Linked DNA regions of Mus musculus: region 2 is linked to region 1. A link is a contact called in public HiChIP or PLAC-seq data. All regions are on one chromosome and are shown on one strand. Each heading gives the region's core, a stretch centred on a gene start, on an enhancer-like site or on the middle of the called end of the contact. The rest is flanking DNA. Distances are from core to core; before and after follow the strand shown. Region 1 overlaps Ppp2r5e (protein phosphatase 2, regulatory subunit B', epsilon). Region 2 overlaps Gm40447 (collagen alpha-1(II) chain-like).

Evidence for each region. HiChIP or PLAC-seq counts read pairs in DNA pulled down with a chosen protein or histone mark.
Region 2: a contact with region 1 is called in an H3K27ac HiChIP or PLAC-seq map of double positive thymocytes, with 6 read pairs. The contact joins two enhancer-like sites. A contact is called at or near these places in 3 of 15 datasets of contacts at CTCF or cohesin (the NIH/3T3 cell line and pro-B cells), 29 of 484 Hi-C or Micro-C datasets (the 63-12 cell line, the AML12 cell line, the C10 cell line and 18 more) and 7 of 115 datasets of contacts at active chromatin or transcription factors (double positive thymocytes, embryonic stem cells, large pre-B cells and 1 more).

The regions. Positions count from the first base shown.
Region 1 is chr12:75,447,403-75,453,733 of GRCm38.p6, reverse strand. Ppp2r5e (protein phosphatase 2, regulatory subunit B', epsilon) reads left to right here. Exons shown (of 14, transcript NM_012024.3): 14 at 1-4,271. The coding sequence ends at 20. Among named protein-coding and RNA genes, the nearest start is that of Gphb5, 34 kb to the right of the region's middle. Within about 2 kb of position 3,828, at least 74 of the 459 cell types and tissues checked have an H3K27ac peak or open chromatin away from gene starts, as enhancers often do. A contact at or near this core is called in CD8 T cells, Th1 cells, Th17 cells and 2 more, where this site is marked.
Region 2 is chr12:75,764,429-75,770,667 of GRCm38.p6, reverse strand. The region is part of intron 3 of Gm40447 (collagen alpha-1(II) chain-like); the gene reads left to right. Among named protein-coding and RNA genes, the nearest start is that of Sgpp1, 32 kb to the right of the region's middle. Within about 2 kb of position 3,582, at least 49 of the 459 cell types and tissues checked have an H3K27ac peak or open chromatin away from gene starts, as enhancers often do. A contact at or near this core is called in CD8 T cells, Th1 cells, Th17 cells and 2 more, where this site is marked.

The DNA.
Region 1 (6,331 bases), core at 2,579-5,078:
ATGGGATAATTCCAACTTAACAACAGCCTGACAGCGACACACTAACCCGTGGGTCACACGCTTATGTAGTAGAAGGATGGAGCAACAGTTTTCTGTATTGTGCAACTTTACAGTAGATTTCACATTTGTCTCATTATTACAGCAGCACTGTATATACCTGTCTCTAAGTAAAGGAAAACATAAGGACTTCAAAGTGTGGACAGTAGATGGACTCTCAGAACTTTGCAAACATAATCATTGTTCTAACCCTCTTTAAAAACAAACAAACAAACAAAAGGTCTACAGAGATCTGTCGGGGAAATTGCTATGTTAAAATTCCATTATCAGGAGTTCCTTATTTATCACTAGCAGAGAGTATGATACAATTTTCAAATGTGAACAATCTTAAATTTAGCTTGTCTTTCTGCTAAGCTGTTAAATGTATTTATAGTAAAGGAAGAAAAGATTGTCATTTCTTTATAAGTTTGTATAGCGCCCTCCTCTGGACATGACTGTAACGTGATATCCTTTCCTTTTGCACATCTTCATGAGTCAAGTGTCCACATGGACCGGGGCTGTGAGTCAGAGGTCTCTGAGGAAAGGTTGTCTGCTGGATGAACATCTTCCCAGCTGCCAGGTCCTGGTACTCCTTTAGTTTTCAGATTAGGAGTAAAAAGAAGAGGTGATAAGCATGGTAGCGAAGGGAATGTTGGACTTCATATCAGATATGGTGAGTCCAAATCAGTGTCTTGAATCCTTTGAAAACAGGCAGTGGGACGCGCAGGCTTCAGCACCTGCAGCATTAGCTGCAGACATAAGTGTGCATCCAGACCAGAGACAACTTAGAAATGTCAGAGAACATCCTTTCGGATCCTGTGGAGTAAGAGAGAGAGCACTAAGCGATAGAACCGTGAAGCCGAGCACCAGGACCGCGCATCCACTTGGGAACCGAGTTGAGCAAACAGCATGAACTGTTTGCAGTTGATGCCTTACTTCCTAATGTGTACTTACAAAGTATTTCAGCAGAAGAGGATGCAGGGTGCAGCCTCTGGGAGGAACATCCTCCTTCTCTAGCTCACCACAGCGCCAGCCCTGTTTTTAGCCAGAAAGGATTCAGGATCAACATTATGCGTTCTGAATTGGATGCATATTCCTAACTACTGTATTTGTTACCAAAAGTGGTTCTACAAATGCTACTGAAAAAAATCTGGAAATTCCTAATGTCCTGAGTATTAATAATAAAGTTTAAAAAATGCTTTTATATCAAAGGTGCATCGTGACCAAATTGTTTAAGTTAAAAACAAAACAAAACCAAACCAACCCGAGGGCTGTGCTCTAGCTGGGCTTACTGTCTCTGTACTGGGTCCCCCTGGGTAGGTAAGTTGCTGATGTACAGGTGTGCAGTATGTATTCACCCGATGTGTTGCATCGCTGTGTATTGGCAAGTGTGTGTTGTGGGGTTTGTTTCCAGGAAGCTTTTTCTTGTTAGAGACAGGACAGTGGTGAGCCCATAACCCCGAGCCATCACATCCAGCAGTGTTCATGGCATAGAGCCGACTCTGTGTTCATATGTTGAGTTGTGATTATAGCTAACATGAACACACATGAGCTATTGTTGCTCTTAGTAGAAATACAGTATAAATATGGGCTTGTATATTTTCTTCCTTCCTTTTAAATGTAAAGTAGAATATATAGAGCTTTGTTGTTTCCAAGGAAAAGGAGGGGAAAAGCCACTGACCTATTTCACTTATGAAGTATTTCCAGATTGTCAGTCACAATGTGTACATAAATGTAAGCTAATTATGGATATTTTCATTTAGGTACCTTTGTTCTCTTGTTTTTTAAAGGTATGCGTACCACCAAGTCCAAGATGGTTCAGTGGAATAAATAGGACTCTTAAAGAGCGTTAAGGAGGGTTCCATCTGAGGACCTGGAAAGTGTGAGCAGAGCTGCATGTTCACATATTGATGCTAAGAAGCAAACCATAGCACATCTCCCTTAGCTGTCTTAGCCGTTTCCATCTTCATTACACATATCTTTGATAGTGTAGACCTTGCTTGCTGTGGTCCCTCTGGGGATGACATGTGCTCATTTGACATGAGGAAGGTCAGGACCTCTTTCTGCACCGTGTCCTGTCCTCAGAGCTAAGGGTCAGTGTTGTCTGTTGGTCATTCCCAACTGAGAGGAATGAAGCTAAGCTTTAGACTATTTAAAGATGTGATGAGAGCTGAATGTCAGAACTCACAGGGCAATCTCTGAGAAGAAACACTCATTTCCCTTTTAACCAAAAGTGACAATGTGACCTCTGTCATGTTGTGTGTGGTGAGGAGAAGCTAGCCCAGGTGACTTGATTGTTGCACTATGTGACATATTTAAGGACATACTTGCTGCATTTGCAGCAGCCCCCCTGTCTGACCTCCCTGGGCAATCCTGCTGTCACTCAATGTGAGTTAACTGTGACAAACTCAGCTCTGTGTTATATTTTGTTTGCTTCATAGTTTCCAGAACTATATATAAATATATTTTTTCAATAGCAAATATTGTAGTTAGTGAGTGGTGACCACTTCAACCTTATCCCTACCATATTGGTTTCAGGGATGGGACTAAGAATGTCCTTGGAATAAAAAAATTAAAATATAACCCTGTGATTTAGAATGATGCCGAGGTTGCAGGTTGCAGCCTGCAGCAGCTGTGTGAGCGAAGTGACCGTCTCCTCTGGATCAAGCGTCCACTCCTCATTGTGCCCAGGCCCCAGTGCTCCTTCATCACTGTTTAGTTATTGTCCGCTGTGGTTTTGATTATATTTTGCTCTTCCTGACATTGACTGTTTTTTTTTAATAAAAGAAAATAAAAAGTAAATGAATAACCCCTGAATGTGACTGGATGCAGGGATAAGCCCCTCCCTCCTCCTTGGGCTCTTTCCCTAAGTGGCAGGATCGCGCTGGCTCTGTATCTCCCGTGCGTGCGGCAGTCCAAGGTGCAGACCTAGGGAGCACTTGTCATCACACCTCCTATACTGAACACATAACCCTAGGCTCAATCACTTTATGGAAAGGGAAATAAAGTAGACTTTATTTTAGGGATGGAGCCGGGGAGTGGTGTGTGGATGGGAGGCTGGTATCAACATCACTAAGTATTCCGAAGGTCTTCTTGCTTTGTTTTTCCATTTTAATTGATACACTGACCTGGCCCAGGAAAGGAAGAGCCGCTCTCCTTTGATGTTATTAGCCAACATTCCCACAAAGTGACGGTCACCTGTCTCAGAAAGGCAACAGGAGATATGATCCGTGACATTTTATTTGCACATGAATATTTTATTTTTGTATTCTGGCTCAGCTGCTTCTCTTCGTGGAGTTAGGGAGGAGCCATAAAGGACTTTTGTAATAAGTAATATTGGCAACGCATTTTATACTCCTCTATGTTTACTTTTGAGAACCTGAAAGAAGGGGTGTGCGTCCGAGAGGAGGGTGAGCGGAGCTTGAGCCAGCGGAATGTTCCATTTGTCTGCCGCTTGTGCACGAGAGCGGCCAGCTGTAGCGTCTCCTGGAAACCAACGCCCCGTGCTATGACGTCTGTGAGCCTAGGTTTCCTTTCCTCCCCTCCCTTCCCCCATCCTCTCCTCCATTTTCTTTCTTTCTCAACCCATCCCTTTTTTTTTTTAAATCACTTACTGTAAATAAGTTGTAATCTAAACCTCATGTATCAATGGGGAAATTTCAAATATAAATATTACCAACACGTTTTCTTGTTGTCTGGCTTTTGATTGGAGTGTAATGAGAATGGCATGCCCATCTCCTCAGGCCTGAGGGTTTCATCTCAGCTCCAGCCTCTCCTCTCCCTCATTTCATTGTTGTGGCAGGAGAGGGCAGCACACGTTCATTTTTCCCCCCGCTAGGAAGCCACAGTGTTAGCTGTGGATGAGTGTTTTTCTTAAGTTTTCAAAACATCCGTTGGTGCATAGATGTGAAAATGAAACAATATGAAAAGTTGCATATGAAAAATGACAGACTGGTTTAGCCAGGCAGGGAAGCCTTCTGATCCACTTCAAAGTAAAAAATTACCCAAGACACTTCCAGCCCCTGTTGAACCAGACTTCTTCCGTTTCAAACAGCAGGATGCAGGTGGCAGCTTACACACTTGGAAATAAGCGTTCATCTTTGAAAATAATATACTCTCTCAAAAGTGGTTACAGACTAAGCAGAGGTGCTCCCCAAAGCAATGTAATCCTCCCGTTGACAGCTATGTGAGATTCTGTACTGTGGGTGTCCCTAATAAATAAGCACTGAAGGGTGCAGGTGCCTGGCTGCTTGTCTTTATTGTCGACCCTGTGGCCTTTTGGGTCATACTAATAATGTTGAACTGAGTTTTGAGATGTGTGTGTGGGGTGAGTGTTACCAGGTTTCAGTTTTGAGAAACGTTATGTCTAGGGGTCTAGGGAGTGGCCCAGTGGCTATCACTATAACAGTGTTCCACTTATTCTGCCTCCCAGGCTGCAGCATGGGGTAGGACTGGTGAGAATATTCCGTCTGGTCCTTTAGTGTGACGAGGAATATCTAAAGGAGGAGCAGATTCACTTCAGCAGGGCTGGCGGAGTTTATGCTGCCCGTGGCCTGGAGTGCTGCCAGATGTCCCATTTCTTCCTCTCAGGACTTCCTCATTGGACCACCCTGTGGCAACTGGAAGTGAAAACTACCCATCCTTTGAGGCCTGGCTCCAGAGACTGATAGCAACTGTTTCACCACTTCCTGCTGGTCAAGCAGTCGCAGAGCCTGCTCAGAAGAGTGGGAGGTCATTTGTACTCCTCCTAAAGCTGCCATGGAGTCCTTTCTTTGCAGTATTTGCCTTCTGTGGAATTTGCTCTCATGGCGAATTGGAGCATGTCACGTTTTAGAGTCACCTGGAGCTAGGATGTTCCATGTATAGTTGGGTTATTTGTATGTAGGTTGTTGAGTGGGAATCTAGATCCATTGTTTTCCACTGTGAGCTTCCAGTTTGGTGTTTGGTTTGGTTTGGTTTTTTTGAGACAGGGTTTCTCTGTGTAACCCTGGCTGTCCTGGAACTCACTTGGTAGACTAGGCTGGCCTTGAACTCAGAAATCCGCCTGCCTCTGCCTCCCGAGTGCTGGGATTAAAGGCGTGAGCCACCACGCCCGGCGAGCTTCTAGTTTTTGTAATGGGGTTATGACAGAAGCCTTGCCTCAAGAAAGTGCCACAAAAATGTGGCTTTAGATCTCGATATCTTCTCCACTCGTCCCCCCTATAGTTTTATGATTGTATCATCGATGCCTTTTAATTTGGCATTTATTTTGAAGAATTTCAGTATGGTGGACCCTTCCTATTGCCACACAAAATTGAGGGATGTCGTGATGTTCCTAAAGTAAGTAAATGTTAGTGAGTAATGGGGAATATATGGAGTTGGTAACTTCAGAAGAATCATTACTTGGATACTACCAAGTCTTATGTTTTGAATGTGTGTACTCCCAAAACTTGTAGGAAATGGAGTCTTCAATAACATTTAGAGGTGGTGCCCATAGGTGATCAGTCTGTGAGAGTCTAACAGATGTGAGTGGAATGATTCTGTCACAGCAGGAATGAGTCAATTATGAAAGGTTAAGTCCAGGCCTGTCCTTTTTTTCTCCCTGTCTCTTACTCTGGTCTTCTACCATGAGCTGACGCAGCAAGAAGGTCTTCCCCAAATGCTAGGGCACCTACCAGCCTCCAGAACTGTGAGAGAAATTCCTCTGGACCAGTGAGACATTTAAACTTCTTTTCTTTATCCATTAATGTCTGGAGTTCTATACAGCAGCACTGACAGACTGAGATGGTCCAGAAACAGTGGATGCTGCAGTCCTTCCTCTCTGATGTCAGGTCAGGCTCTTCAGTATCTTCAAGTTGTAGAGTTCCCTAAGCAGAGCAGAATCAGACAAGGTATAGCCCTTCAGGTCTGGCCTTTTCACTTAGCATAACATTTAAATTTTCATACGTGTATGAGTTTTGCCTGAATATATGTCTGTCTATCATATGTGTGTCTGATGTCCACAGGGGTGTTGGATCTCCTAGTACTGGAGTTGCAGGTGGTTGTGTAGGTACTGGGAATTGAACATGGATGCTCTGGAAAAACAGTGTTCTTGACTACCGACCTACCTCCCCTGACCCTAGCGCAATACTTTGAAGATTATTCAGTAGCAGTAGTTGTCGTGGCGGAATAATCTTTTGTGTGGTGATAGCTTGCTTTCTTTTTATCATTAGATAAAAAGATTAGATTGTGTCCTGCCAGCCCCACTGTCTGACTTTCGGAGGAACCGTGAATGGTTTCCAGGGCAGCTTCACTAATTCCTTTTCCTCCAGCAACG
Region 2 (6,239 bases), core at 2,333-4,832, 320 kb before region 1:
CTTCAGTTGGGAAAGTGCCTCCATGAGATCCAGCTGTAAGGCATTTTCTCATTTGGTGATCAAGGAGGGAGGTCCCCTTGTGGGTGGGACCATCCTTGGGCTAGGACAGATGTGATGGCTCATGCAGTGTGAAGTCTAAACGTTTTGTGTTTAGAAGCCAGGCTGCAGAGAAGCCACACAATACAACATAGTGGGGATTTGTGGTGGGGGCTTGCTGAAAACACCTTAGATTCATTACACGTTCTACTTGGAGTTACTTTTAGTCATCATGCTTTCAGAAATCTTTTATTCTTGCTTGATCTTTTTTTTTTGTCATTGTTTTGATTTGCTTTGTTTAAGACAGGGTCTCTGTGTATCCCTGGCTGTCCTGTAGACCAGGCTGGCCTCGAACTCACAGAGATCCACCTGTCTCTGCTTCCCAAGTGCTGAGATTCAAGGCGAGCATTACCACTGCCCAGCATCTTGCCCAGTCCTTACAGAGCCCCCATGGGAACCCCACTTTCTGCCTCTGCTTCCTGAATGTTGGGATCAAAGGCGTGCACCACCATGCTGGCTCAGTGAAGGAACCTTTCATTCCTTTGTGGAAATCTTGGCTTAAATTTCTTCTTAGACTGAACCAACCATTGAGATGGCTCGGCTGGTTAAGATGCCCAATGGCCTGAGTTTTTCATTTGAACCCACGTGGTGGAGAAGTGAGAGAATCAATTTCTACAAGTTGTCCTCTGACTTCCACAAGTGTACACACATGTATCCATGTGAACACACACAGACACACACATACACACAGAGTAAAAAAAAAATGTGTCTCTAGGGGATTTTTCTCCTTTTAAAATTAAGTTTACTTTTAATTAAGATATAGTTATATTATCTCCCCAGTCACTTTTATTCATATTCCCCCTGGCACTCTCTGAAATTCATGGACTCTTTTTCTTTAATTATTATTGTTATACACACACATACATACACATAAAAATAAATATGTAAAAAAAACCCACTGAGTCCATTTCATATTATCTGAATATATGTATGTTTCTAGGGTTAACCACTTGATATTAGCTAATCAGTTAGGGGCCTCATCCCTGAGAAAGATGGACTCTCCCTCTCTCAGCAGTAAATTGCCTGTACCTCTTCACTTAGGAGTGGTTTTACACACACACACACACACACACACACACTCTGTTCATGCTGAAATGTCAACTGGTGTTATCATTCAGGTTTTGTTTAGGCATCCGTATTGTTGAGATTTCCTGGGTGCAGTAGTTCCCCTGAAGACACAGCCAAGAAGCTGATTTCCTAGTCCCCTCTGGCTTTTACAATCTTTCTACCCTCTCTTCCTCTATGTTCTATGAGCTTCAGGGTTTGGGGTTGTGTTATAGTTATATTCATTGGGGCTGGGCATCACATGATCCATGGTTCTCTGCATTCTGTGAACTCGTGCCTTTCTGCAATGGTCTCATCTGCTGTAAAAAGCAGCTTTCCTTGATGACTGTTGAAAGCTGCACCTTTCTGTGGGTATAAGGATAGATACTTACAGCTAGGAGCTACACTGGCTTAAGGAAGTAACAGTGATAGGTTCTCCTGTACCATTCATGACTTCAGTAACCATGAGTTGTTGACTACAAAATAATTTTTTTTATTTTTCTAGGTTTTATCACTGATATTTAGCTATTGTGAATTTTTTCTTTCTTTTTTAATGAAATATTTGTAAACTTTTATTTATTCTTTGAAATTTTTAGACATGCAAACAACATATGATCACATCCATCACTCAGCACCCCAGCTCCTCTAGAATTCCTATCACATCTGTGGTGGTTTGAATATGCTTGGCCCACTATTAGGAGGTATAGCCTTGTTGGAGTGGGTGTGGCCTTGTTGGAGGAAGTGTGTCACTGTGGAGGTGGTAGAAGAGAAAGGACTCTTGCAAACTGCCCTCTGATACATATATGTGCTGCGCCACATATGTCCCTCTCATCCACAATTGCAGACAACACAAACAATAATAAAAACTATGGCCTAAAGAAGGCTAAATATACATTCAATTACAGAAATCGAAGGAGGTGGTAGGCGCGAGTGTTTGTAGGTCTTCCTCACCAACACCATGCTTCCAGTTAGTATATGACACGTAGTCCTCAATGAAGCAATATGAAGAAGTAGGCATATTTAAAAAAATAAAACCCAGAGATTTCTTTATTTTTATTTGTTATGTATTTGTGGAGAGCCGTGCCGCGAGCAATCACCATTATAAGATGGCGCTGGCCTCCGCTGTGCCTAACTAGTAAACAAGCCTTGTACGCAGGTGCGAGAGTGAACTCACTCCACTAGTCACTCCCATTCTCGGGGTGTAATAGTGGGGTGATGGGCGAGCAACGAATCAGGAGCTGTCACGCCATATCAGGTGCTGAAACGTCACGCTGTGGGCTATAAAAGCGGCGCCATTTTCCCAGTTCGGGGTCTTCCTGAAGAAGTAAGCAATAAAGCTTTTGCCGCAGAAGATTCCAGTTTGTTGTGTCTTTCTTGCCGGTCGAGTGGGACGCAATATGTATTTGCGGGTGCTTGCACATATGTATGTGCTCCGTGTACATGTCTACCCATGGAGGTCAGAGAAAGGTGTTTGATCCCCTGGAACTGGAGTTGCAGGCACTGTGTAGCAACCATGGTGTGGGTGCTGAGAACTGAACCCAGTTCCTCTGCCAGAGCAGCCGGCGCTTGAAACCTCTGAGCATCTCTCCAGGCTCCAAGAGCTAAGAAGTTTGAAACAGGAGTCGTGATGATGGGGCTCTCATGACTTAGAATAATGGTGTTATTAATGTTCGTGGTGCTGGGGACCAACCCAGGGACATGAGCAAGCTAGCAAGCCAGTATCACTGAACTGATACTGTCCCACTGTCCCAGATTAGTATGCTTGGAAAAGAGACCCAGGGGAGGGCAAGTGTCCCTTCCAGCACATGAGGACACAGATGACATTTTCAGTTAAGCAAAGACTCATGAAGACACTGAATTTCTTGATACTTTGATCTTAAACTTCCTGCTCTGCAAAACTATGAGAAATCAACTTCAATTTGTAAGTTATTTAGGCTAAAGTATTTTTAAGTCGCTTCATCTCATTTATTTTACTCATGTATTTACACATGGCATACTTGTGGGAAGTCTCAGGACACCTTGGCAGGGGTTGATTCTCTCTTTCTACCATCTCGATCTGTTACTCACTGAGCCACGATGTCACCAGCCTCCGTGGGACAGTGTGTTCTTAATCTGCATGATGCCTGGGTTTGAGCCCTAACACTGAGAAGTAAAATGCATATATGCATTGTGCTGATTAGAATGTGTGCAGGGGCTGGAGAGCTGGCTCATGGGTAAGAGTACTTACTGCTCTGGCAGAGGCCCCCATCCTGGGGCTCCAGTGCGGCCTTCTGACCTCTGAGGAATCCTGCATGCAGGTGGTGCTCAACAATTCACACAGACACAGACAAAGCCATAATTATTTTCACCTGTTTATCAGAGACCAGCCAAGTTTAACATCAAGTGCAATTACAGGAGCAACATTGGGTGACTTCCTGGCGCTTCTCCGGGATGACGTCAGGGTAGCGCTCTCACAGAAGAAACAGAACACTCACAAACCAATCTGTACTTTGGAGGTTGAGAAGCCGAGGGACTTAAAACCATCAAAACAGCACAGCTGTGCAGCAGTTAGAGGCCTCCGCAGGGAAGGGTGCCTGCTGCCACGCCTGATGACCTGAGTTCCAGCCCCAGGACCCACACAGAGGAAGGAGAAAAGAGTCACTCACTCACACACACACACACACACACACACACACACACACACACACACACACAAAGTGTATTAAAAACTTTGGAGGGAAAAATCTGTGAAAACCTTTGAGGTGTTTATTCTGTAGAAAAGACATCTGAAGTTCTGGGGGGGGGGGGAGGAAAGGGAGCTGCGTGATATATGAGTGTCAAGGGTGCAAAATTTGAGCCGAATGAACAATACCAAAGCAGCAAGGCAGATTCCTGCATAAGTTGAGTTTTAGGACTGAACAAGGAAGTGTTCTCTGAAAGAACAATAAGTGCTGTTAGCCGCCGCCGAGTCATCTCTCTAGTCCCACTGAGATGTTTTATTTTGTTTGGCTGGTTTTATACACACACACACACACACACACACACACACACACACACACACACACGGCAGGTTTATTGGGAAGGTTTTTCCTCTGGAAAAGCAGAAAATGCTCTTAACTGCTGACCCTTCTTTCTAGACTCCTGAGTTAACTCTTTTCAAAATGTTTTTCTTTTTCTTTTTGTGAATTAACTCTTAAGGGAGGAGACTATGATATTCAATGGTCTAACTCAAATTCACAGATCCAGATGTGAGTCACCATACCTGGTTACTCCATTGTTTTGACCAGGAGGAAACGGCTTTAGACTTTCGCGTAATGGGTTTCAACAGAGCTCCAGTAGCTGTCCTCAGATGCCTCCAAGACTACCGTAACTTTTCCCTTCAAGATCTAAAATCCTCTAGGAGATGAGCTGAATCGAGGGAGAAATAAATACAACCCATTGCTATCATGAAAATCCAGAAATCCAACTCCAAAGTTGCTCACTAGAAGGAATGAGTGTCTGAACAGGACTTCCGGTCACTTCCTCATGCAGAGCCTGCAGGCAGCGCTTTTGGAAAGAGATAAGAAACCAGAGCTTCCTTCTGTCCTTCCTGCCTGGAAAACCAGGGCTCCTTCCTGCTTCTGGCTAAAAATGGGCCTGTTCACCCTAGGAGTCCTGACCTTAAACTGCCTAGTCAACTCTAATTGCCAGTCCTTATCACTAGTGATAATGAAACTAACAGCCCACTACTTACTGAAGATTTATGCATACCAAGCTCTAGTCTAAATTCTTTGCATGAATTAACTCCTTGTATCCTCAAAATACTCCTAGGAAAAAAAGTAAGCGAACAATAGGCAGATCTTGGGCTAGGAGTAAGTCTGATAGACCTCTTGCCTCTGGGGTCACTCCCCACAAAACAGGCAGATTTATATATATATATATAGTAGGTGGTTCTGGGATTCAAACTTAGGTCATCAGTCTTTTACTATTTGACCCATCTTGCCAGCCCTACATTAGCTACTTGAGCTTAACTCTCTTTCTCTGTCTGTCTTACTCTGTCTCTCTCTGTCCCTCTGTGTGCACATGTGCATGTGTACATGTGCTCTTCTCTGCATGCACAAGTAGAAATCAAAGGTCATTGTTGAATGTTTTCCTTAGTCACTCTCCACGCTACAATAAATGTATTTATTTATTTTGTTTTATGTATATGGGTGTTTTGCCTGCATGTATGTCTACATCCTATTTATGCAGTATCTGAGGAAGCCACAGAAGGTATAGGATCTTCTGGGACTACAATTAGCAGAGGACTGATGACCTGTAAAAATCTGAGATGTGAAAAGATAATTGAACAGATATGCTCTAATATATGGCACACACACATACAAACAAGCAAAATGTACACATGTGCATATACATATACATGCATATGTACATGTATATATGCATGTATTTCTATGTGCACATAGAAATGCATCTAGTTGCTGAGCAGTAGAGGTGCATGCCAGTAACCCCAGCACTAGGGAGGCAGAGGCAGGTAGATAGATCTCTGTGAGTTCAAGGCCAACCTAGTCTGTGGAGAGCCTTGAGCAATTGCCATCATGAGCCTCCGCTGTGCCTAGCTGGTAAACAAGTAATGTGCGCAGGTGCAAGAGTAAATTCATGCCAAGTCACTGCCCATCCCGGGGCGTAGTAGTGGGATGATGAGTGAGCAGCTAGTCAGGAGCTGACACGTCACATGGAGGGGTATATAAGCAGCATCATTTTCTTTGTTCGGGGTTGTTGTTCTTCTTTCGCCTATGCAATCAATGCTCTCCCAATAAACGTGTGCAGAAGGATCCTGTTGCAGCGTCGTTCTTCCTGGCCAGTTGAGCGCGCGCAAGACTAGTCTACAGGGTAAGTTATAGAACAGTCAAATGTCTCAAAGAACCAATATGTTATGGTGGCATGAGTACTCATGTGCCTTAGTTTGTTTTTTGGTGTTGTGATAAACACCATGACCCAAATAACATAGGAATAGAAGGGTTTATTTCATCTTAGAACTCCAGATCATAATCTATCATTGAGGGAAGTCAGGGCGGGAACTTGGAACAGAGACCATAAAGGAATGCTGTATACTGGCTTGCTAAGCCTATTTCTTATAC